Linked DNA regions of Mus musculus: region 1 is linked to region 2. Evidence: chromatin contacts called from public ChIA-PET data. All regions are on one chromosome and are shown on one strand. The core of a region is the stretch at or near the end of the contact, and the rest is flanking DNA. Distances in the headings are between cores, read along the strand shown.

Evidence for each region. ChIA-PET counts read pairs in DNA pulled down with a chosen protein or histone mark.
Region 1: an RNA polymerase II ChIA-PET map of effector CD8 T cells shows a contact between it and region 2, with 41 read pairs. The contact joins the promoter of Gbp8 here to the enhancer-like site in region 2. A contact is called at or near these places in 1 of 39 promoter capture datasets (macrophages), 2 of 484 Hi-C or Micro-C datasets (Th1 cells and trophoblast stem cells), 2 of 115 datasets of contacts at active chromatin or transcription factors (CD8 T cells and effector CD8 T cells) and 3 of 9 other capture datasets (adipose tissue, liver and pancreatic islet).

Annotation. Positions count from the first base shown.
Region 1 is chr5:105,051,328-105,055,826 of GRCm38.p6, forward strand. It overlaps Gbp8 (guanylate-binding protein 8), which reads right to left and starts at 2,234. Exons shown (of 10, transcript NM_029509.4): 1 at 2,174-2,234.
Region 2 is chr5:105,008,822-105,013,474 of GRCm38.p6, forward strand. It overlaps a transcript of Gbp8 not described here. Among named protein-coding and RNA genes, the nearest start is that of Abcg3, 28 kb to the left of the region's middle. Within about 2 kb of position 1,755, at least 26 of the 459 cell types and tissues checked have an H3K27ac peak or open chromatin away from gene starts, as enhancers often do. A contact at or near this core is called in CD8 T cells, Th1 cells and effector CD8 T cells, where this site is marked.

The DNA of each region.
Region 1 (4,499 bases), core at 984-3,483, 43 kb after region 2:
TAGTGATATTCATCAAGGTCAACCCAGCAAACAACCAGCAAAGTGGCAGACTAGTAGTCTCACAGGCCTTGGTATATCCATGAATAGATTTCTATATGGCTGAAAATATGTAGAAACTGTGAGCAATACCAATTAATTACACTGAGATGTACAGCTGAATAAAAGGTGGGAATTACATGTGTCCTTGTTAGACTTTTTAGTGCCTACCTGCACCCTACCTGACACAGGTCCTGTCTGCAGGAAGCAACACAGAGCTTAATTGCAACAGGCTAACCTGGGGCTAACCTGATCTCAGTTTTACCTAACTTGTGTTTCAAGTAAAGATTATTTCTTGAACATGAAAATAAAACCTCAACATGAGCAAATAAATAGAGAAAACAGACTTTGTAAGATTAAGAACCGTTGTGCACCAGAGCATTCTATAAAGAAAGTAAAAGGGCAACTCAAGAATGGGTGAAGACGACCTGTAAATCACATGTGTAATAAAGTTCCTTTACAACTCATCATAGACAAGTCAGTTCTAAACTGAGAAAATTGCTGAGGAGATGGATATATCTGCAGAAAAGGCCTGCAAACATCCAAGAGCACACAAGATAATATTCAATATTGCTAATCATCTGGCACAAGAGAACTATAGAAGTTAAGAAAAAATTATTTGAAAAAGATGCAGTGTACAAACAGGGAAGTACCATAGTGAATGGTTTAGTGTCTTTAGTTCCTAGGATAGAATGTCAATCAGGCTATATTAGGGAAACATTGGATGCAAAATAAACTTTTCTTTACATGATTTCTGCTTTGCCAGGCTGGAGAACCTGGTGTCAGAGTCTAGAGTCACATGATCGTGTGTGATTTGGCTTCTTATAACTCACTGAGGCTGAGGTTTGCTTTGGGCTAACATATATATCATTTGAAATTAATTGCTTAGTTTTGCTGATGTTTGCATCAGCACGGACTAGGTTATTTTAAGAGCTACATGATATTGTTCCTCAATAATTCTTCAGACCCTGTGACAAACATTGAGGAAGTCCCAATCAAACCACAAGGCATCACTTCATACTCATCAGGATAGCTACCACACAATGCAAAAATGAATACATGTCACCTGGAATTTAAACAACTCAGGTGTCTGTACTCTGCAGCTAAAAACACAGAATATTCCCTCAGGGAAAACAGTCATGGCTTCTGAGAAAATGAATAGTTTCATATGATCTAACAACTCTTATTTGATTACAACACAAACAAACTAGCAAACAAGGACTTGGATGGACCTTTGATCTGTGTTGTTCATCGCAGTTGTGTTTACAATACCCACAATGTGGAAACAGCCCAGTCTCCCATCAACAGATCACCAATAGATGCATACATTAACACAGTCTGATAGCACACACAATAGAATATTCTTCAGCCAGAGAAGGGAATACAATTAATTACTTTACCCAACTTCATAGACCTTCATAGACTTAAAGCCAGCCACAGACCCCTGCAGGCCAGACAACACATAACCTGCCTCCCCTGCCCTCAGTCCCAGATAAGCAAGAGGACATTATGCCAAGGGCAGAGAATGTGTACAATCCCCAGAAGTCACTTGATTCCACAAGACAGTCTCTCTGCAGCTTAGACCCATTAATGAGATAAGAAGAGCAGCCCAAACAAAATGCATAGAGCCCATGGGATCTCTATATCTCCCCCACCCCCTCCAAAAAAAGAAAACAAAACAAAACAAAAACTAAATATCAAGAGACAACTTTGCTATCTACTTACTAAACTTAATAAAAAGTACGTCAGGAAGAAACTAAGTTTATGTCCAAATAGATGTTTGCCAAGCCCTTTTGCTGAATTTTCTTCACAAGGTTCCTCCACAGAAAGACATTCATCTGGCTGTGAACCAGGGCAGGAGCTGTAGCTGTGGTCCCAGCTGAGGCAGGACCAGGGCTCTTCCCACAGCTTCACCAACAGAGCAGGGCAGCCAGGAGTGTCAGGCTGCCACTTTGTATCTGTCCTTTGTCAGAGGAAAGAAACTCACCTCCTAGACCTAAAGCCAGCCACAGCCCCCTGCAGACCAGAGAGCACAGAACCCGCCTCCCTTCCCCCTCCCTCAGTTGCCACTTTGACTTGGAAATCAAGCTGGGGTCCAGACTAAGTTGCTCCTTAAAGAAAGGAAAAGTAAATATACCTGGTCCCACAGCACAGGTCCAAGTGCAGTTCTCAGCTGCTGCTGCCTCCTCAGGCTCACTTCTGCTCTCCTCACTTCCTGCTCTCTTTGCTCCTCCTTTATGTGAGCTGACCACACACACACACACACACACACACACACACACACACACACACACACACACACACTCACACAGGCAGCAGCAAAAACAAAATTGAAAGTAAAGTAAACCAAGGCATTGTTAACTTGCCCAAGACTGGAAGGGGAGGTCAGAGGATGCTTAGTGTCAGAAAAAGCCAGTGAGAAACTGTGTTGCAGCCAAGGGACAGCAGGCCTCCACTGTGGAAAGAGTTTACATTCTCTTTCTTTGGAACCCATCTCCAGTTTCCTCCAGCCTTCTAGGCACAGATAAAGCACAGTAAACCCAGGGCCCCATCAGTGGAAATGACACAATCTGGGAGGATTGCAAGTGTGCTTCTCTCAGGGGAAATTCCAGGTGCTTCTTGAGCGAAGAGCTTTAATGTTTTAAACCTGTGTTTTCTAAAACAGGAACCATCACTGTTGCCATTTCTTCTGGACTCTGCCCCACAGTTACCTGGCAACAGCCAGGTGGACATGACTCACTATAAAAAGGGCTGCTTGTCCACTCTGCCCCCCCCCCCTCAATCTCTCTCCCTGAAATCTTCCTCTCTTCCTTTCTTACCCTCTTTCTTCTCCATTCCTCTCCCTGCTTCCTCCCTTCCTTTTTCTCTGTCTCTACTACCCTCTCAAATCCCCTCTTCATGTCTAAAATAAACTCTATTCTATACTATACAATTGTGTGGCTGGTACTTCAGGAGGACAGGATTCCTCAGCATGTGCCCTCTGAGACACCACCTACCACCTCAACATACCACGCCTCCACCACACATATCCCTGGCTTCTTTTTCTTTTTCAGAAAACACAACAGTTGATCTAAAAACTGATTTTAAAGAAGTAATTAAAGAATAGTAAGTAGGAGTTGTGTTCAGGGTAGAAGCTAAGAAAACTCACTTCTGAGATGGAAGCTTAAAAATGAAAGCTTTATTTTCTGAGCCCTTAGGAAGGCAGCCAGTTTGGGATCTGAACTTTGTCTCTGATGGGAGATTGAACACCATTTGTAAAGGATGAAACACAAAGCGGGGGGGGGGGGGGCAGGGAGCTGCAGAGCGATCCATTGTGATTTCACAGGAAGGATTAAACAAGGGAGTACCCCTCAGAGACTGGGCCATATCCAGGCACCTAGCTTCAGGGTCCTTAATTTACTCTCCTAGACATTTGGTGCAGAACTCAGAGTGATAAAGGGACAAAGGAGCAGGTCAGCAGCATGGAGGTAAACTGGTACCTTAATTCTACTTCAGTGAACTCTCCCCCTATTCATCTGTTGGGTCCACATGGCCACCCATTTGCAGGCCCAGGTAGAACACACACAGAGTCCACACCAGGACTGGGAAGAAGTTCATGTCAGCAGGTTCTTGGATTCCACTAAGGCCAGGGGAGTCTCTGGTCTGGAACAGAGCAGGGATGTGTCCAGTTCTTGTCAGTTGAGTGGCACTGCTGAGACAGGATTGAGGGGAGCAGCAGGAGCAGGGCTCTCTCTAACACTTGCTAAAGCCTTTTGTTCACTTCAGCACTCAACTGAATCTACAAAACATCAGGATAAACCTGTGTGTTCCTTTCCCTGTGTTTCTCTTCTGTATTATATTGAGAAAGAGAGAGACATGTGTTTGTGTGTGTGTGTGCACATATGTGTGTGTGGGTATTTGTGTTTGCACATGTGTGTGTGAGCCTGCGTAAGTGCACCTCTGCATATTTGCTGATGTCTGCAGTTGACATTGGGTGTCTTCCTCTATTGCTCTCTGATTTTTTGGTTTTTTTGAAATATCTTTTACAGAATCAGGACCTCACTGCTTTGCTATACTAGCTGACTAGTGAGCCTCAGGGCTTTGCTGTCTCTGACCTCACCCCAGCCTTGGGATTAAGAGCGCACATTGCCATGCCCAGCTTTTCACTGCAGATCCAAATTAACACCCTCATGCATGCATAACAAACAGTTCATGAATAAGGCATCTCCTTAGGCCCTGAATTTGAATTTTTTTTTTGGTTGAGAACTAGAATATTTTTATTTGTAAAATATTCTTAATGTATTGGGAAACAATTTATTCTATTCTGCCTTAAGGTTCTTTTTTTTTTCCTATGCTATTTTTTATTAGATATTTTCTTCATTTACATTTCAAATGCTATTCCCAAAGTCCCCTATACCTTCCCTCCATCCTGCCCTGCTCCTCAATCCACCCACTCCCGCTTCCTGGCCCTGGTATTCCCCTGT
Region 2 (4,653 bases), core at 505-3,004:
TAACTATGCCATAGAATATTTTTTAAAATACTGGATGGTGAAAGACAGAACTTGCCAATCTGGAGAGTATAAATGTATTCTCTGTGGACATGTTGAAGCTTTCAGCTCTGGGGTTGCCTCCTGAGGATGAGGGAGCAGGAGTTACACTGAGCAGTGTTGCAGTGTTAAAGGCTTCTTTTTCTTCATTCCTAACCAAGTGAACACTGCCATTACCAGTATGATGGTTTGTATATGATAGGCCCAGAGAATGGTACTGTTAGGAGGTATGGCCTTGTTGAAGTAGGTGTCTCAGTGTGGTTGTGGGCTTTAAGATCCTCATTCAAGCATTCTGGAAGTCAGTATTCTGCTAACAGCCTTCAGAAGAGGATGTAGAACTATCAGCTCATCCTGTACCATGCTTGCCTGGATACTGCCATGGTCCCACCTGGATGATAATGGACTAAAACTCTGAACCTGTAAGACAGCCCCAAATATATGATGACCTTTATAGGACTTGTCTTGGTCATGGTATCTGTTCACAGCAGTAAAACCCTAAGACAGCCAGCAGTATTTGTGGTCCATGAGATACTGAAAGATGCCTGAGGGAGAATGTGATCCAAAAGCACCCACAGAAGTGATATAAGGTCATTGGTTTCATGATATGAAAGGGTTTTACAGAGTTCACTATGGACTTCGATTTTGTTTGGGCAGAACAAATATCAACTTAGAAGTCAGCCTCTTGGCCAAATGTCTCTAGACACTTCCATTTTCTGTCTGAGCTGTATTTGAATGCTCTTCCATTTCAGATACCTTCATGTTTTCACACAGAAAGTCAGAAGAATACACTGAAGATAAAATGGAAAATCTAGAGTAACTATTCCAGAGAAAATGAATGTAGATTCAGACATTCAAGACCCTTAGTAGCTTATAAGTAAGACATAGGTCTGATGTGGCTGTATCTATGATACTGAAGGTGACTATGTGCACACTGGGCATTGTTGACATGGGTAGAATTAGCTGCCATTGGAGTTTGGCTCGACCTCAGGAAGTATTGAGCTGATACTTTGGTACAATTATTATGAAGAAGCTCAGTGGTGGAAATATAATTGAAGTCTTGTGCCATTTCTAATGACTGGAGAACTTATTCATTCTTGTTGCTACGAATTTACTGACTTATCTTGAAGACTAACCCACTGTATTCAAAATATCAGTCCAAGGGAGGTCAGCATAACTTCTAAACACCAACAAGTAAGGGAGGAAATTATATTCTGGTTATGTCATTCTTTGATCACTGAGGCATGCTGTCAAAAAAAAATGTCACATACTTTGGGACTTTTACCCAGTTTTCCCTCAGAAATTTGCAAGGACTGACTATGAGTAGTTTCCATAGCTACGTGACAGGATGTCTTTCTCTGAGGGATGTAAAGACACATCTGTGTGCATGTGCACATGGGCATGTGATGTATCGAGTCTATTTGGTATTGCTGTATGTGTATGTATTTAGGGCTGACCACTTATGACTGGATAATCTAACAGGGGACTCCTACTTGAAGAACACAGATTCTCCCTCTCAGTAGCATTTATTGCCTATAGATCTTCATATAGGTGGAGTGCTTGGGAAATTCCCCTAATTTGGCAGCCTACCCTCTGAGGATTTCCTCCCATAGTGCTATGTACACTGCCATGGAAAAAGGCAGTCAGTAGTCCTACCCTGAGCTTTCTAACACCTTTCTGAGTACTGGGAGGCAGGCTGGAGCTCCACAAACCAACCACAGACCATCATTTGTGCAGTAGCAGCAGCCACATCAAAAGAAACAAAAGCCCAGGCTGAGCAAAATCCTGCACTACAGATGGAAGCAGCAGACAGCAGGCTGCAAGGACTACAGCAGCACCCAGAACTCCTAGAAACCTGTGACAAGCATCTGCAGAGGGCTTAGGCTGGGACAGTCTTCCCTGCTTAGTCTTACTTTCTTTATGTGTTCACATTCAGACAATCTGGACCCAAGTGATCCTTAAATCTGTCTTCTGACTGGAACAGCATACACTGTGGCATGTGAATACATGTGCATGCACAAAAATGAACGAATACATAGAACTTTTTGCACGGAAAAAAAAAAAAAAAAAGACTGACCAGGCACAGACTAAACTTGAGAAAAAGTATCTAAATCTGAGAGGAGGGAGAGCCTCAGGCTTCTCCCACTAGCTAGAGCTCACTGGAGCTTCAGCACTCCAGCTTCTGCTGCTACTCCTGTTGTCGATAGACAAGAACTCACTTAAAGATCCAGACCTCCTGCATCAGAGACAAGGATGCAATCACACTTCTCAGAGTGGCACTGGATCTTTGCTAACAGCCACGAGTCTCAAGAGTTCAAATCCACTCCCAATGAATTGTTGGATGCCTGTGGCAATCAGTTTTATTTCATTTAAAGTTGTTAAACCTGAATTAGTAAACAAACACCTTTGTTAGACTACGAGTCTTGAGGTGAGGACACTATCATCTCCTGTAGCATAACTCAGTTTAATGTATACATATATCTCATGCTCTCTGTAATCACTGGCCAGGTAGGACATCCTCAAATGCATTCAGTAGCAGTTATGTCTTGAGGTGGCAACAGATGTTTAATTGGATTTAATGTCTACTGAATTCTAACAAAATAAAGAAAAATTCGCTTTCCGATCTGCCAACCTCATTCTTAGAGAAGTCTGCTGAGACTCAGTAGGAGATATTCTCTGCTTACCACACCAACAGGTCAGGTCAGGAATAGTGTGTGTGTGTGTGTGTGTGTGTGTGTGTGTGTGTGTGTGTGTGCGTGCGTGACTGACTGACTGACTTAGATGTGGAGAATATATGTTTAAGAGCTGGTGACATATCAGTGGATACACTGGGGTTCACAATGTGTCCACTTCCTGTGTTTTAAAGACTGATGAGTTGGAAGTCAGGATAGAACTTTCACAATTGCCTTCTCTGCATTTGGGGAAATACTCACCACCAGCACACTTCTTTCTTGTAGACTTGGGCACAATAGAAACTTCTGCTTTCCTTGGTGGTTTTACTTTCTGAAAATTATCTAAAACAGACCCTGGAAATTCTACCTTCCTTCCATCTAAACACGTGGTTGGAGCTTCCACGTTCTGTTTTCTCAGCTCACATTCTTCTCCTTTCCCCCTTGAAGTGTCTCAGTCATCGTAGATATTCATTCTTCTTCTTCATGTTATCCTCAGCAAAGCCACTGTTCTTCTGTTCCTTGTTGGTGATATATATTTGACTTGTCCCATTTTTCCTCCCATAACTATTATTGACATTTACAGTGGCTTCAATGTCCATGTATTGACCAACACAACACACTGTTTCAGCCCTTGTAGTTTCACTCTTCCAAAACCATTTTTAGGCACTAGACTAAAATCCCACATATCAACAAAGCCTGATGTTTAATTTCGCATTAGTGAGGACCACATCTCACATTATATTTGGTCAAAGTTTCGTTTTGTTTTGTTTTGTTTTGCTTTTTCTTTTTCTGAATGTTCCTGTGTCTGCAACTCTCTTTCCCCATCAAGGGATCTACCTTTGACACGACATGTTTCTGGCCACCTCAACAAAGTCACTACCAAAATTAAAGGCTGTTCTTGTCCCTTTAACCCAAAGTCAAGCAGCCTCTGAATGAGGAGTGAGGATGATTCAAGGAAAGTCAGAAAGAAGACTCAGAAACAAAACTTAGAATTGGGAAGGCTGCGGGTGAATACGACATCAGCCTCGAGTTTATTTTATTAGCCTTCTTATATTCCTTAGTACCATGGGAAACAAAGTCACAAGGTAGCAGAAACAATGGGTGATGTACACACAGGACATCTGTTCCCATCCAGAGACTTCCCTGTTTCTTACACCAAGATTCATAGAATGTTCAACCCCTTGACTTGAAACTCAAGTGTATTTCCTCTTATTGTTCCATGAGTCAGCAGGCCAGGAAATCTGATAGCAGACCCTGACCTGCCTTGACTGTGCCTGGCAGGCAGAAGCAAACAAAATGGCTCCCAATAAAACAGCACCAAGATTTCTCCTTTACACAGTTCATCCTTTTGAACCTCCCATCTTACAAGAGATGAAGAGAGAGGAATTAAGCTTCTCCAAGATTCCAGAAATCATAGGAATGTCTATACTTTAATTTTGAAGTAATAAATTTAAGTACTTTTAAAAACAGATCATATTGTTCTAAAATAATATTTTTTTTGGATATGACGGGGCTATGACAGTAGTTATGATTGTTGGAACAAGATACACACGATCAAGCCAGTCAACATCCAGTATGGAGAAGCAGTGAGCTCTTGAGACCCCAACCCTAGCTGAGGAACTACTAGCAGTTGATATCTGGTGACTGGGAAAGGGAGAATGGGTTTTCTATGGGGGTGTGGGTCATAATAAATTGTCCATGGTCTGGTAGATGGTGTCTAATGTCAGGGACATGAGGCCAGCATTAATTTATTCAGAGTAAAAAGAAAGAGGAAGAGGTGCAGGATGAGAAGACATGAAGGTGGGAAGGGAACTGGAGGATGACTTAGAGTAGCTGGGGGTGTGTACACTCTAATTACATTATATTCATTAGTGCACTAATAAGGGTCCTTGTGTCTCTTTACTCATATGGTCCATTATCAATGTTAACAGTATATTCCTTTAAATCT